Regions from separate parts of the Mus musculus genome. Here all the other regions are linked to region 1. Evidence: chromatin contacts called from public Hi-C and HiChIP or PLAC-seq data. All regions are on one chromosome and are shown on one strand. The core of a region is the stretch at or near the end of the contact, and the rest is flanking DNA. Distances in the headings are between cores, read along the strand shown.

Evidence for each region. A called contact is a pair of places that touch in the nucleus more often than the background predicts. HiChIP or PLAC-seq counts read pairs in DNA pulled down with a chosen protein or histone mark.
Region 2: an H3K4me3 HiChIP or PLAC-seq map of bone marrow-derived macrophages shows a contact between it and region 1, with 5 times the contacts expected there. The contact joins the promoter of Bod1 here to the enhancer-like site in region 1. A contact is called at or near these places in 22 of 39 promoter capture datasets (3T3-L1-derived adipocytes, the C10 cell line, the HPC-7 cell line and 15 more), 1 of 15 datasets of contacts at CTCF or cohesin (the NIH/3T3 cell line), 6 of 484 Hi-C or Micro-C datasets (bone marrow-derived macrophages, brain, cortical neurons and 2 more), 23 of 115 datasets of contacts at active chromatin or transcription factors (T-cell acute lymphoblastic leukemia, bone marrow-derived macrophages, cardiomyocytes and 14 more) and 3 of 9 other capture datasets (adipose tissue, liver and pancreatic islet).
Region 3: a contact with region 1 is called in a Hi-C map of bone marrow-derived macrophages, with 32 read pairs. The contact joins two enhancer-like sites. A contact is called at or near these places in 3 of 484 Hi-C or Micro-C datasets (bone marrow-derived macrophages, liver and nephron progenitors) and 5 of 115 datasets of contacts at active chromatin or transcription factors (bone marrow-derived macrophages, embryonic stem cells and fetal liver).

What each region holds. Positions count from the first base shown.
Region 1 is chr11:31,898,023-31,903,082 of GRCm38.p6, forward strand. The region is part of intron 2 of Cpeb4 (cytoplasmic polyadenylation element binding protein 4); the gene reads left to right. Among named protein-coding and RNA genes, the nearest start is that of Cpeb4, 30 kb to the left of the region's middle. Within about 2 kb of position 2,954, at least 61 of the 459 cell types and tissues checked have an H3K27ac peak or open chromatin away from gene starts, as enhancers often do. A contact at or near this core is called in the HPC-7 cell line, adipose tissue, bone marrow-derived macrophages and 4 more, where this site is marked.
Region 2 is chr11:31,668,740-31,673,799 of GRCm38.p6, forward strand. Bod1 (biorientation of chromosomes in cell division 1) reads right to left here and starts at 3,123. Exons shown (of 4, transcript NM_001024919.1): 1 at 2,762-3,123; 2 at 505-629. The coding sequence starts at 2,962.
Region 3 is chr11:31,732,594-31,737,653 of GRCm38.p6, forward strand. No RefSeq gene overlaps it. Among named protein-coding and RNA genes, the nearest start is that of Gm35131, 8.0 kb to the left of the region's middle. Within about 2 kb of position 2,123, at least 72 of the 459 cell types and tissues checked have an H3K27ac peak or open chromatin away from gene starts, as enhancers often do. A contact at or near this core is called in bone marrow-derived macrophages, where this site is marked.

The DNA of each region.
Region 1 (5,060 bases), core at 1,704-4,203:
TAATGTGCACACTGTGCACTCATACACATGCATGAGATTTTTAAAATGTTCCTGATCTGCTTGGAATACTTACCTAAATATTGTGTACAGTTAATTCTTTATCAGCTGTTTATGCCTGACTTATATTTCTTTTTTACTTCATGGTGCCCATGTACTCAATACCAAAACTTAGAAGGGAAGAAAATGGCAACAAAACCCAGTGAATTGTTCCTGTTTGGCAGTACAGTTTGAATAAACTTAACTAGTTTTACATTATTTACTACTCTGAGAAAGACATGAGGATGGCAATGTTGCCTCCTGAGCTTCAGTATTCTAACTGGCTGTTCTACACTAGTGTACCCAACTCTAAAAGCCAGGTTTTGTTTTATTCTGAGTTGCCTGGAAGCAGCCCAGTTGGACTCTGAAGGAAAGGTAGTTCTAGAATCTTTCTGGAGCCCTGGGGGGAACATGCCAGTGTTATACATCAAAAAAGAGGAGTCAACTAATTAGAAGACCTCCTTTTTAGTGCCTGAGAAATTAGCAATAGAGTGTAAATCTTTGTTCTAAAGAATAGTCCTGACTAATAGAAACTATAAATAACTCAAAAATCTAAAAATATCTACTAGCTATAAAATTATGAATAATAAATGTCTGGCATGATTGAGTAAATAGACATGTGTAAGTCAGCTGATCTCACCCTGATGACCAGAAGCTGTTCACTTAGTGGTTCTCAACCTTCCTGGTGCTGTGACCTTTTAATACACTTCCTCATGTTGTGGTAACTTCCCAGCCATAAAATTATTTTGTTGCTACTTCCTAACTGTAATTTTGGTACTGTTATAAATCATAATGTGAATATCTGATATGCAATCCCTAAAGGGGTTGTGACCCTAGGTTGGGAACCAGTGGTCTAGAGGCAAAATCTTCACATAACTGATTTAACCCTAACAAGTTTTGGATTATATTCTTTCTGCAAGCTACTCAATACTAAACATTGTCAAGTCTACTAATGTAATATACAGATGGCTGATGATAATTTAAAGATTGATAAGTTCTACCCTTTCATTTATAAGTGAGGGAAATAAGATCTAGAGGAAAGCTATCAACACAAGGCCACATCACTGGTAATCAGAGAGCTAGGTCTGAACACAATGCCAAATGTGTTTCTTAATTATTTCTTAATATTTCAGGAAGTTTATTATAGGCTAACACAGGGGTTCTCAACCATTGCAAACACATAATTCTAATGGTGTTGGGAACTAAATACTGCTCAGAAGTGTTCCAGAGCATTAGAGTCCATGATGGTGGCAGGAGCAGCTAAGAGCTCATATCTCAAACAACAAGCAGGTGGTAGAAAGTACAGTGGGAGTGGCACAGGCTATTAAACCCTGCAGCCCAGTCCCACTGACATACCTCCTCTAACAAGGCCACAGCCTTGTTAACAAGGTCTTCTCAGCCTCCTTAAACAGCTCTGCCAGCTGGAGACCAAACATTCAAATGTCTAAGCCTATGGGAACATTTTCATGTAACTCACCACACTTTGCATATGCATGATTGTTTTCCAAAGTGTGTGGATACTGACATAATGCAGTTAAAATGCATTTATAGGTGTTACTGAGTTCTTACTGATACTTACTAAGGTTTTAGTTGTTTTGTTTTTATGTCCTGGTTGAGGTAGAGCTAGGTGTCTTTGTTATGTAGTGAAGCCACTATGAAATATTTTCCTTGTAATAGGTCTTAATATTTGTTAAAGATTATAAGATAGTTCTAGAGAACTTCTCTAATTGTTCTGCTTTATGCTTCTGCTGTTAGGATGTTCCCTAGGACCCCAAAGAACATAGTACTATAAAGGAAGAAGAAATAGAAGATGAGGAAAGGAGAATGGAAATGTATAAGTCACTTACCTTATATTGTCATCTCCAGCAAATAGCATTTTGGAGCTTCATTTCTATATTTGAAGCGTTATTTGTCATTTGAGACAATTCTAGAAGAATGGGGACAACTCTGATATGATGAGACATAGCCACGTGGCTTAGACGTCTCCTATGTTTGGCTCCTGCCTCTATTCCAGCTCCCAAGATTGTTCATATGCTGTGAGATCCCTTCCACTATGTGTTTCTGCTTTGAAGTTACGTGGTCACTATCTGTGGACAGTAGTGTTGATGTGTGTGTGTATGTCCAAGTGGGAGGATTCTGCTGGCACCATCTCTTTTTAATTCTCTGCTCTTTGGAGAATTGTCTCCAACCTAAATCCTTACAGAACTTTTTCTCTGAATTTTGTGATCTCTAGTTTATAATTAAAAACAGATAAAGCCCAGAAAGGTAAAACAACTTTACAAAGGTAAAGTTACTCAGTTTCCCAGTAAGGGGGAGAGGATCACTGAAAGGAGCATTGCCTCGTGCCTCATATTCAGTGGCTCAAGCATTTGTAGTGTAGCTGGAAAGAAGGAAACAAGCATAAGATGTAAGCAGTGTGGCTTTACATGCGTCCATGGAATAGGCATTAATGTTTCTTAGCTTCAGTTTAGGAATTCAATTTAAAATATGTATTATCATGATTCACGGTAATCTTCTATAGAAGGTGTGGTCCTCACACTGTCTGACTCCTTGTTACAGAATGGATACTGGTGTTCTAGCCACTGATTCTGATGCCTCAGGGCTGTCCTGGAGCCTATGTGGCCTGTTCCCTAGGTGACTCAGACCCACTGCTTCCCCTTCCCTTACTTGATGGTCTGTTTTTCTACTTTTCTTGCCATTAGTTACACCTTCCCCTCCTTTTTTTTTTTTTTTAACCAGCTATGGCTTCTTTAATTGGACAAAACAACCATGCCTGTTTTTTTTTTATTTAAACTTTTGTCATTAATCACTGGTATCATAACATCCTCTTAAGGCAAGCTACCCTGTTGCTGTGTCCTCTCACTGCAGCATCCAGAGTCAAGAAGGCTTCTGGTGAGGATAAAAATAGCCTTCCTGCTTGCTGGTTTGTTGTTAGCTTTCCTGGCAGTCGGAAATCTTTTGAATTCCTTAATTAGGTCAGCTCCTTGGTAGCTTCTCTGCAGACATTCCCTTATGCTTGGAACTCTTAGTTGCTTTAGACCTTGCAACTTTACAGCTGCCTTGAATTAGTTGGGTAGTCTTTCATTCTGTAAAAATATATTACATTGGCTTTTACAATCTTGCTTTCCACTGTCCTATTACAATTTAAAATTGGAATTTGAGGTTTTGGTACAAAAAGAAGGTGCCCTTTGTTTATATTAATACTCGGAACCTAAGTGAGTTTTGAGGTTTCCCTTTCCTGAAATCTTTCTGCTGCTGTGCTAGTTATGGTAAAAGTTGGGTGCTTGAGTTTTGCTTTCTCTTTTTTTCTCAGAAAAGACATACACCCCTGTTTGCAACCAAAGATACTAGTAAACATCTAATTCCCTGAAGCCAAAAGATTCCCTGGATTATTTTTGCCTTCTCCAAAATTCCAGTTTAGTACTTACTAGACAAAAGAAGCTGCCTGGCGTCCTTTCTTGTGAAGGTGGAAAATCATTGCTTATCTTTGCTTGTTGTTGGAACCGGGAAAGGAATTGCTGTTAATTGCTGAACTACTACTACACACTAGGGGTAGAGGGGTCTTATCACTCTACAGAGCTTATTTTAGGACTCTCTCACAATGCCTATAAATGGAAATAGGGATCTCTGTGTCCCTAATATTCAGCAATATGAAATAAATTACAAGACTGTGATTTTATCCTTTTTCCTGTATCTTCTAAGGCAAGAGACATCACCACCTGCGCCCCCCGCCACCACATTCATCCAGCAGCTAATTACTGAGTACTTTTCTGTGCCTGGGTTCTGGAATCTAAGAGTTTAAGTCTGTTTTCAAAGAGTTTGCTTCCATGGAGGAAGAGATAGCAAGTCTGACAGTTAGTTTTGATTGACAACACAACTAGAATCACTATGAAGAGAGGCTCAATGAGCCTCAATTTGGCCTGTGCAGGATTGTTACTTGAGTTAACTGAAATAGGAAGACTATATCCTGAATGATAACATTTTAATGGGCTGGGCCTTGAACCGAGTGAATAGGAGAGAATTAACTGAGCATTAGGAAGCCTGCTCTAGCTGCTCTTGACTATGGATGTACTTCAGGTTCTTGCTGCCTCGATTTCCCCACAATGATGGGTTGTAATTTAGAATTATGAGCAAAATAAAACCTTTCTTCCCTAAGTTCCTGCCTGGGGTATTTTATCGCAGCAACAGGAAATGAAGCTAAGACAATATGTATGAGACAATATGTAACCTTGTATGAGAAGTGCTACCATACAGAGTGAACCAGAGCATGGGTGCCATGAAATTGGGAAGACTTCCATAGGAAATAAGGCCAACGAGGAGCTGCCTATAGCAGCAGGGTAAGAGATGGTAGAGGGAATGGAGGTGGAGCTTGGGTGGTGAGACAATGGGACTCAGAGAGAGGAGGGCATTCCACAGGGGAAGTGGCCAGAAATAGAGGTGATGAGTTAGCAGGTCTGGATGTCTGGTGGATTTTGTAAGGGTAGGGAAATGGCTCTGTGAACAGATAGGAAAGAGCACAAGTGTAAGGATTTTTCCTGGCTCTCACATTAATGGCCACATCCATCTTAACTCTATGTATAAAATGTTTTAAATGGGTCTTTAGAAGGAGCAATAATCTATAGCTGGTATCAGTGCCAGTTCTTCCTTTGTGATTTTACATAGAAATGCTATAAACAGTTGGTTCTAGGACAGGTAGGTCATGAGACCAAGTAAGGTTATGGACTTTGATTGTTAAGCAGTTTTCTTATCATAAGGTACAGAGCATAGTAAGTACATTGCATTAGGTCATACTGACATTAGTTCAGCATTTGTGTAAATACAAAGTTGGTATCATAACCAGTGAATTTATAATGAGCCTTTAGCCTTTGCTATATGTTATCCAGGTATCCATAGCACCATCTTTCTACAAGTATCAGGTAGTGTTGATTAAAAACAAAATTATGTAAAGGCCATTTGTTACCTTGTGATAATCAGAATTTGTGATAGTATAGCTTTGACTTAGATGTGAACTAAATAAAATTATC
Region 2 (5,060 bases), core at 1,873-4,372, 230 kb before region 1:
GAAAGAGCAGAAAGAAATTTACCTTGAAACCCATGACCCACTCCACTGTACCAGTAACAATGAGGTCACTCATGTGAGTGCTCTACAGGACCTTCTAACAAAAGTTCAGTTTGTTTCTATAAAGGACAACATTTTACAGGACATCTTCCTGTGAACTGTCACCACACTTTAGCAGCCATGGTCACAGAACATACAGAACTTACTTTCCACACCCTAACACTGCTATCTTGGTATAAAACTCACACTTGTATTCAGATTACACTGAAAGCTTCAAAGAATGAAGAGCAAGCCTGGCAATCTGGAAGGCCTTCCAGAGCCACCACCAAATGCACACAGCTAGGAATGACCCAGAGTGAGCAGCCAGCACTCCAGGGCTCTGTTCACCATCTCCGTGATGCACAAGACAGCAAGATGGCTACAAAGTACCACAGACCAAGACCCCCATGAACTTGTGGTCAGCCTGTGTAGCATTCACGCTGGGGCCTCCACCTTTTCTCTACTTACTGAACCACGCTCTGCCTCAGCCCATTTCGCAACTGGTTCTTGTTCATTGCAGGATTCCATTCCTGTTTGTCCAGATGTGTTGACACGAAATTATCCACCTTCTGCCTTAGGTTCTGGTAAGCTGGCTAAGACATTCATTCAGAAGAGACCGTGTTAGTGTGTGTGCCAATGTCCTGGCACTGAGCCATTCAGGAAACTGCTTTTCAGAGAAACACATCTTCTCCTTTAAACACACTCCCACCCAACCTCAGCGTTCACCTGCAGTACAGCGGCCATGAGGCAACAGCCAGCAGGGTGCCTGTCTTGTAGTGGCTGGGCACAGTGCAGGGCACTGCCTATATATGTCAATCTACTTAAAAAAAATTATTTATTATGTGTATTAAGTATAGAGTGTGTGTATGCCTGCAGGCCAGAAGAGGGCACCAGATCTCATTATGAGCTACCATGTGGTTGCTGGAAATTGAACTCAGGACCTCTGGAAGAACAGTCCTAACCTCTGAGCTCTTGCTCCAGCCCTTAAGCCAATCTACTTCTAAAGAAACTCCACGAGCGGAAACCCTATTAGTACTATGCTGCCCTCATTTTTTTACATTAGACTTTCAGGCTTAAAAGAGGAAACAAAGGTGCCCTCTATCTCCATGTGGCCAAGGACAGATGCAAGCTGCTTCTGGAAGGAACAGGGTTTGAGGCCGAGCACTGACTTCTTACAAGTCACCTGATTTCTGAGTGTCAGTAATTTCCATCCCTAAAATGCAAACACTCCTGTCTGCTTGACTCACAGTGACTGTTCATGGCAGTATACCAAGGAAAGGCCCCTCCAAATGAAACAGCCACCCAAGCCTCAGCAAGAGTCCCTACAGCTACAACCAAGGGAGTTCTGTGAAGCGTTTCCAGGAAAGCTGTGACCCTCAAAGGAGCCTGAGGCACTTAGTCTAAATCCTCTTCCTCAGAGCTTAAGAACAAGACTAGGAAACTACCTCGTGAGTACAAGGAATGTTCTGAGCCCCTGACCTTCTCTCCAACTGGAGGCAGATAGTACCTCTTCACCCGATCCTTGGTGAATGGCATGTCAGTGTCTGCATGGCTCTGGTCGCTCTACGAGAACATGGAAGCAGGAAGGATGGCCTACCTGTGCAGATTGTGGCCTAAGACATGTCTATGTAGGGAAGACCTTACCGCACATCAAAGCCGTAGGACAGGCCCCAGCAGCCTGTAGCTGACAGCTGAGCCCCAGCTAAGGCCTACTAGACCAGCTTGCTTGGTGACTCACAGCCCTGACAGCATGAGGAGCAACCACTACCCTGGGGAGCCCTCTCAGTCAGCAAAGAGGCTCCTAGCTCCACACCTTAATCTTGGCAAGCAAGTTTTGTAATGGGAAAGGAAATGTTCTGGCTACTATATACCTGCCCCGTGACACACATTCCAAAGTTTCCAAATGAGGTGAATTAGCATTTTGTTTAACGGTAGACTGGCCTTTGGCACTGGATCTAACATAGCCATTAACTCCATTTCAATTAGTTAAATGGAAAAAAAGAAGGTGCTGATTCGACAGCTTATCCCAATTTGACCTCAAACAAGTCTGCAAATGATTCAGCTGGGGAAAGGGACTATTAACGTGCAGTCCCATCCAGCCAGTGCTAAAAATCACCTCCCAGGTGAACAAGGGAACGGGTGGAGCTTCTAAAGTACTCTACCTTTCCCATGGGTTGTAAAACACAAGTTTCTTGGGTATGGAGTGGGTATACGTGTGCAGCCATTAAAGAATCCTCAAGTTCAGAAAAGCGAAAGAACTATAAATAAATAAATAAATGAATAGATAGATAGATAGATAGATAGATAGATAGATAGATAGATAGATTGATTGATTGATTGATTTAAAAATCACAGCTGGTAAGGGCTCCAGTGTCGGGTGTGCACCACTCAGAAGATAGATAGATAGATAGATAGATAGATAGATAGATAGATAGATAGATAGATAGATAGATAGATAGATAGATAGATAGATAGATAGATAGATAGATAGATAGATAGATAGATAGATAGATAGATAGATAGATAGATTGATTGATTGATTGATTTAAAAATCACAGCTGGTAAGGGCTCCGGTGTCGGGTGTGCACCACTCAGAAGATACCGGTAGTGCCCCGAGCAGCGCGTCCCTGCCAGGCTCTCGAGGTGCCTTTTGTTTTACTCCGGGCTCTGGCACGTCAAAGCAACTGGATGGTCCGCCCCCCTTGGTCCCCCGAGGCTCAGGTACCTTAGTGTCCACGTCGGCCAGGCAGTCCCGGCGGAAGCTGTCAAACAGCCCACGGCTCTTGAGCTGCTCCACTATGAGAGCGATGAGCTGCGGGTCTCCCGGAGGCAGCGAAGCGGGATTGACAGGGCCGCCGGCCCCACTCGAGCCCCCGGACGGTCCCGAAGCCTGGCCCGCCGCGCCTGCTCCCGCACCGTCCGCCATGGCCGCACCCCGCGCCCGCGCCGGGCCCCGCGCTCCGCTGCTCCTCCGGGAGCCGCGGGCAGAGCTGCGCAGACACGGAGGGGCCCACGGAGGCGGCGGCGACGGAGGCGGCAGGGTGGGAGGCGGCGGGGACCAAGGCGCTCCCCGCTCGCCGCGCTGCCGGCGCTCGTCTAATGGCGTCACCGACGGCCTTTGCATTGTGGGACGGTTGGTTTCCTGGAGCCATCACCTATGTTCTTATAGCCCGTGTCTGGCCGTTAGAAACTACAACTCCCGGCAGGCTGTTGGCTCGCTCGCGCTAGTTTGCGGGACAGCTTGGGCATTGTAGGCTCAGAACCTACCCAGTCACGGCAGCCCTCCCAAATCAGACCTCCGGGTCACCTGCAGAACTGATTAAAAGATTACGAGTGTATCCTTTAACGACTGTGATTCAGCAGCTCTGTATTTATGCCTGGCAGCCTGTGCTTTTGACAGTCGCTCCATTCCCACGATCCCCTTAAATAATGTGATCTGGGAGATTTGGTTAACAATGGGTTAATCTTATTGTTTTGACAAAATTAATTTTTACTTTTTGTGTGGCAGGGAGGGGCGGTGGAGCGTGCGACAGCACATATGTGGAGGTCAGAGGACTACTTGGGACACACTGGTCTCTCCTGTGATGTAAGTGGTGGGATCGAACACGTATCCTCCAGCTCAGTGGCAAGTGCCTATACCCTCTCAAGCTCTCTAACCTGCCTACTAATCAAACTTCTGTTCAAAAGTTTGTACCCTTCTGCCTGATTAATAGCAATGCAGATTCATTTTACGAACTCGTAAAATAACAAGAAGAAAATAAAAACTGCTGTTAAGTCTTTTTTGCATGTGTGGATTTTCGCCTTAGCATTAAATATTGTCAGCATTACTAATAGTAGATCCAGTAAGTAGAATGAATTAGATGTAATAGTGCTGCACTCTTTAAATACGTTCACAACTACCTGAAAGCTGGCACTACTATTTCTTTGTGCAGATGCAGAAATAGAAGAACAGAAATAATTACCGTGGTCATATATATACCTAGATGAAGTATAGTAGGTGCTGTGGTCCAGTGTTTAACCTAACATATCCACGGTCCTGATAGCTAGCTGTCATTTTACAACAAGTAAAATACCCTAGCTTTTACACCCACAAGTCTGCACTGAATTCCCCACTGTTGCCCCTATTAGAAAAAAAAGTTTGGATTGCTAAGAGAGACCATCATTTCAGCTAAGTGTCTGGATGAGGCAAACTTTACTTGATCAAGAGGCTTGCTGGGGCAGGAAAGGGCAGGGGAGGGAACACACCTAGACAGGAAGTGCATTTGGTTTTTATTCTGAGGAAGGTGAATCCTGTCTTTTCTCAGTTGGCTAGGGTCCAACATAACAATCTTACTCAGTTATCTGAAAAGAATTTGTGCATAAGAAGTAGAGGAGGAAGGGGAAAGAGGTCACTGCACCAAGGAGAAAAGGCCATCAAATTCCTTTGTGTAAATAAAAAATGTCCACGGGATTCTAACATTTGCAGGTCTTACAAAGTGAGGGAGGAAAAAAAAACTTAATTTCTTCTTCTAAACACAAATTTTATATATTTTATAGGAGAGATCATATTTGATTTTTTTTTTCAAGACAGGGTTTCTCTGTTTAACTACCCTGGCAGTCTTAGAACTCGCTTTGTAGACTAGGCTGGTCTTGAACTCACAGAGATCCGCCTGCTTCTGCCTCCCAAGTGCTGGGCTAAAAGGTGTGTGCCACCATGCCTGGACAGTTTTGATTTCTTAGGTGCTTCTGTCCTCTTTGTTTCTTGGCTGATCATCAACTCATCAACTTCCCCAGCTCTCAGAACTACATCTGCTGTGGTTCCTCCTCGTCACCCATGACAACTGAAAAAGATGTGGATAACATTTACAGTGCCCTTGGCTCCGGGGAAGATGCACAGTAGGCAGTGATCCAAGATGCTCTCACCCAACATTTGCTACCCAAGAGAACTGAAATTAGAGCACAAAACAAGTAGCCACTCTCAGTTCATACTTCTTAGCAACAGCTCAGCCAGTCGCAAGGTTAAGCTGATCACAATGTGTCATGAC
Region 3 (5,060 bases), core at 873-3,372, 170 kb before region 1:
GCATGGTGCCTCCCAGAACTTTCACACAGGCTACACTACTGGGAGGATATGTGCAGTGGCACATGTGGTCAATTCTCCCATGTAAAGAGGTGATAAACTCACAGAACTGGAAAGAGTATGGCCGTCAAGGTTATTGTGGTCAGGAAGTCCCAAAGCAAGGAGATAGGGGGGTGGGTGATTGGTTCCCTGTGGGGTACAGGAACAGAAGCCCCAGCACACATACAGGAGCATGAAGGAGGCATTGCACGCCCCATTATCAGTGGCTACGGAAGTGACCAGGGAGGGTCCCTCCCCAGCTCCCCAGCTGTTAGTCCCCAGGGACAGGGTGAAGGTGAACTTCTCCTTCAACCTCCTCTCCCCCGTCTTCTAGCTCCCCAGGTCCTTACCCCATCCCCACTCCTATGAGCCTTCAGGAAGTGACAGCACTCTGCTGGCAGCATGTGACATGGTTTAGTTTTCATTTCATCTACACATTCCTGCCCATGGTCAAAGGCACTAGCTTACCATGATGGACATGGTACGTTTTTTGGTTTTGGTTTTGTTTTTCAATGAGGAATTTAAATGACAAGCATGATGTCATCAACACTTCAGGGTGCTGTAATTGTGACAGCATTGCACATGACAATTGTAGGAAGCTGTTCAGGGTGGTGTGAGCTGCCTGTCCAGTCTGACCCCTCCCACACAGTTGTAGGAGAGCTTAGGAAGTCTCCCTGGAGGGGCAGCTGCCACTCTGTCCTGGAGACTGCCCTGTGTCCCCCACCCCCACCTCTCTTCTCTTTGCCCTGTAGAACCTCCTCCACAACCTCTACTGCTTCTATGCCTTGGAGCCAAGATCTGCCAGCTTATATTGGGCAGCAGGTGTCCTGTTGTCCCTCAGGGGTCTCCAGCTTCTGGACCAGGCTGTTGTGGGGATGCAATCCTGCAGCAGCAACCCCTTTGGGACTGGATCCTGAGTCCCCAGGGCTGCACATCCTCACTCTCTTCTTCATCTTCCACAGACCCCACCCTGGGGCAGGTGACTCAATCTGTCACCCCATCTTATTATGTGCCCCTTGAAGGTAAGGAGAGGGACATCCTGAGCTTTGCATCCTCAGAACCTGGTCCTGATCCAGAGAAGGCCCATCGTGGCATTCCATGAACAAGAATAGAAATAACGACAGCCCAGTTTACAGAACACCAGCTGTGTCGCGTGTCACATGATGATGTTAACTTTATGTTACCATCTCAGTAAAATTTCCCCATAGTATCAAGCATAAACGCACACACCAACCCTGTCACACCAACCCCGTCGTATCAACGGGGATGTTGACTAAGAGATCTCAAGTGTCAAGGAGCTACAGCATGTGACAGAACTGATACTTGTATAAAGGGGGCCGCCACACTACCTTCTCCAGAAACCACAGGGGATACACGTGGTGACCCCTTTTCCAACTCCACAGTAAGACAATCAAGGTGAGCATGCAGGCCCACTTTGCTGTTTCCTGATAGCTCTGCTGCAGGGGCACAGGCCCTGGCTTCCCAAGACTGCAAGCAGCCTTCCCTATTCAGACTTGCCAGGCAGTGCCCTGGCCCTGGGGTGGTTAGTCAGGTCTCCACCCCACCCCCACACTGTACAGGATTATGCTGCAGCCACCTTGCTCTGGGCCCAGCTGCCTAGCTTGTGTGCAAATTTGTGCTGATTTAATTAGCTTGTTTAGTCACCATTGCTGGTGGAAGCAGGAAGTAGCTACCAAATGACATTCTGCTCCCTGTGACTCTGTAATCGCTTTTGCAAGGGACATTATGTTAATATCGCACACAAGCAGGGAGGACGAGGCTGCCAGGCCCAGCCATATGTGCATCACAACCCCCCTGCTTTGTGATCCGGGTCATTGAGATCCTCAGCCTCTGCAAGCTGCAGCTGATGGGCAGAGGCCCTCTGGCAGCTGACCTGTCTGTCATTGGAACCTTATATCAGGGATGATAACAGTGGCATGGAGATTCATGCTAGAGTCTTGATACTTCTGAGACAGGAAAACCTTTGTCACTTGCTTAAGAAAATCAGCATCCTTGCCACAGTCTAAGTTCTGTTACTAGGCAATACCAGGGCACCAGCCTCAAGGGTGAGGCCTTTCTGTGTAAGCCTTCCAATCACCTGCTGCTCCTTGTTTAAAAGCTGTGGGAACTGAGGCTCCAGAGTGCAACCAGGGTGCTTAGGGCCACTCCCAAGACAGGAAGATCCCAGGTCTGGGACCCCTGTGGACCCAGCACTACAGCTGGAAAGCAGTTAGGGAGGGTATTATCATCCTCAGCCATCTCCCCAACACCGCAGCACCAAGCAAATCCAATCAATGTTGGCCCTTGGAGGTCTCCTTTAAATCAGGTTGCTAGGCCCTTCCCCAGAGCACCTGAGCGAGTGGGTCCATAGTAGGATCTGAGAGTTGGCATTTCCAATCAGTTCCCAAGCCAGGTGGTTGGTCCTAGAGGGCACCTTTGGGGAGCACCGACCCAGGTGGCCCTCATTCTCTGTCTCTTGGAGGCCCAAGATGGGCAATGGATGATTGCTACCCCAATCTACAGATGAGGCTCAGGCCAATTTATGTTTCTAAGAACTCCCAGCTGCCTAGCCTTGAAGAAGCCTCTGTCCCCAGCAGAAAGGTCACAAAGCGGAGAAGTCTGATCCAAGAGGCTGTGTGTCATAGGCCAGCTTACTTTCTGAGGTCTGGTTTGGGTCTCACTTGACAGTTGCTTCATGCTTCCTTGCAGGGCCACCAACTGAGCCCTAAACTCTGAGGGTTTGGATAGAGTGTACCACTGGGTGGGGCTCCTCTGCACAGGGTGATACGCGCACTCTGTGAGGAAGACGGAAACAATTGATCACCGATACTTCTCTTCCTTACTTGGCAGTTAAGGTCTACCAGGCTGGCCGGACTGACCCCTGTTTAACCTCTCTCTCTCTCTACATGTCCACCAGGTGTCCAGAAGAGGTAATTTCCAGGGTGTTTGCTCAGGCTGGGCCCAGGATACACTGTTCTCCCCATGTCTGTCAGTCTTCTTCCAAGAGGCCCCGCTAAAGCCACCCTGCTGAGACATGGGCAGGGCAGGCAGGTGAAACCCTTGTCCCCTGCTCACACTTTCAACAGCTTCCTTTCCTTGACCCTCTGAACAGACAGCCAATCATCCTTTAGGCTTGTGGAGATGGTGCAGGGTCCCAGTGACTTGTGTGCCTACCCCTGAGATGCAACCATTTTCTTCTTTCTCTTTCACCTCCTTCTCTCTCTGCCACAGACTGAAATCCTGAGCCCAAAGCAATCTTTCCCTCTAAATTATCTCAGGAATTATACTTGTTTGCTTTCTGTTACTTTGTCTCCCCCAAAAGCATGTTGGGGGAAGAAAGGATTTATTTTGTTTATACTTAGACATCATAGTCCATTATTGAGGGAACCCAAGGCAAGAACTCAAGCATAGAGGAAGGCTGCTCATTGGCTTTCTCTCTCTGCCTTGCTCCTCTACTTTTCTTATACTGTCCATGCCCATCTTCCTAGGGATGGCACTGCCCACAGTGGGCTGAGTCCTCCTATATCAGATAATAGCCATGAAAATGCCTCACAGAGATGCTTTCAAGCCAATCTGATGGAGGCACTTCCTCAATTGAGGTTCCCTTTTCCCAGGGGACTCCAGTTTGTGTCAAGCTGACAAAAATAACCAGTCCAGGCATTTTATCACATGGAGTGCTGACTAACAATGACTGACCAGCTGACTGGCTCATGAACAGGTTCTGGTCTCCTGATGAAGGCCACTGGCATTCCCTCTGACCTCTCTATACTAAGCTGTGTGTGTGCATGCAGATGTGTGTGTGTGTGTGTGTGTGTGTGTGTGTGTGTGTGTGTGTGTGTGTGTAGGTGGACACAGATTTGCTCCTGTTGCTGTATTGCCCATGATTTTGGCCTGCACCTCCCTCTCAGTATGCCTTGGTGGGTTTTATAGGTAGTAAGAATCACTCTGTTTTGTTCATGGAGAGACACTGAGCTCCAGGGTTTCCCAAACTTCTCCAGCCTGAGAACTATTTGGCTAAACCTGAAAACTTCTGTATTCTGCGGAAGGCTCCAGTTTTCCACGCCCAGATAACAAGCTGTCAACACTGTCAGCAGCCAAGGACACTGCATCTGGCTTTGCCACAATTTGCTTTATGAAGCAAGAGGGGTATCTTTGTCAAACAAAAATATAATTCTTATTCATATGCCAGCTCAATTGTTCCCAAGGTTACCCATTCCTGCCTTGTTGACTTTCCTGTCAGCCACACCCTTCTGAAGAGTGACCCATAGTCATGGTGCTGGGAGAGGCAGTGCTGGGCAGGACAAACACTCATCAGAAAATGGGCCCTCCCTTCCCTGCAGAGATGACCCCCACTTGCAGGTTCTATGCCTATGGCCAAGTGATGGTTAGCTTCACGTTACACCTCTGTGGGCGCCCCTCCCAGGGTCTGCTGAGGCCCTCATACAGCCTCTCACAGTTGGACCCTTGCAATTTCATGTTTTCTGTGTGATAGATTTTAAAACTCACATCAATTTTAGGTTTAGAGAAAAGCTTTAGAGAAAAATGCAGAGAACTCCCAACATGAGATGCAGTTTACCTTAGGATGGGGCTCTGTCAATGAACTCGTGACAAATGACAGGCAAGAAGCAAGGGAGGGAGGGAGGGTTTATTTTGGTTCACACTTCAAAGATGTGGACTGAGATGCACTTTCTCTTATTCAGCTCAGGACAGAGTGGTGCCACTCACATGTGGAGTGGGATATCCTATATCAATTAACCTGATCTAGAACTTCCTCCACCGACTCATCCAGATGTTTGTCTCCTAGGCGATTCTCTAGTCTGTCAAGTTGACCGTCCATAGTGAGTTCCCAGCATCATTGACTGGCGGTGTTGTTCATTGGCATGGAGAGTCTGCTGCTCCCCTTCGGGATGGTGGAACATCAGACCACATAGTACTCGCCTGAGGAAAGAGCCAGATTCAGTAATCAAAGTATGGTTTCTATGGATTATGGAGCACTCCATACCATCATAAAGTCAGGGCAACAT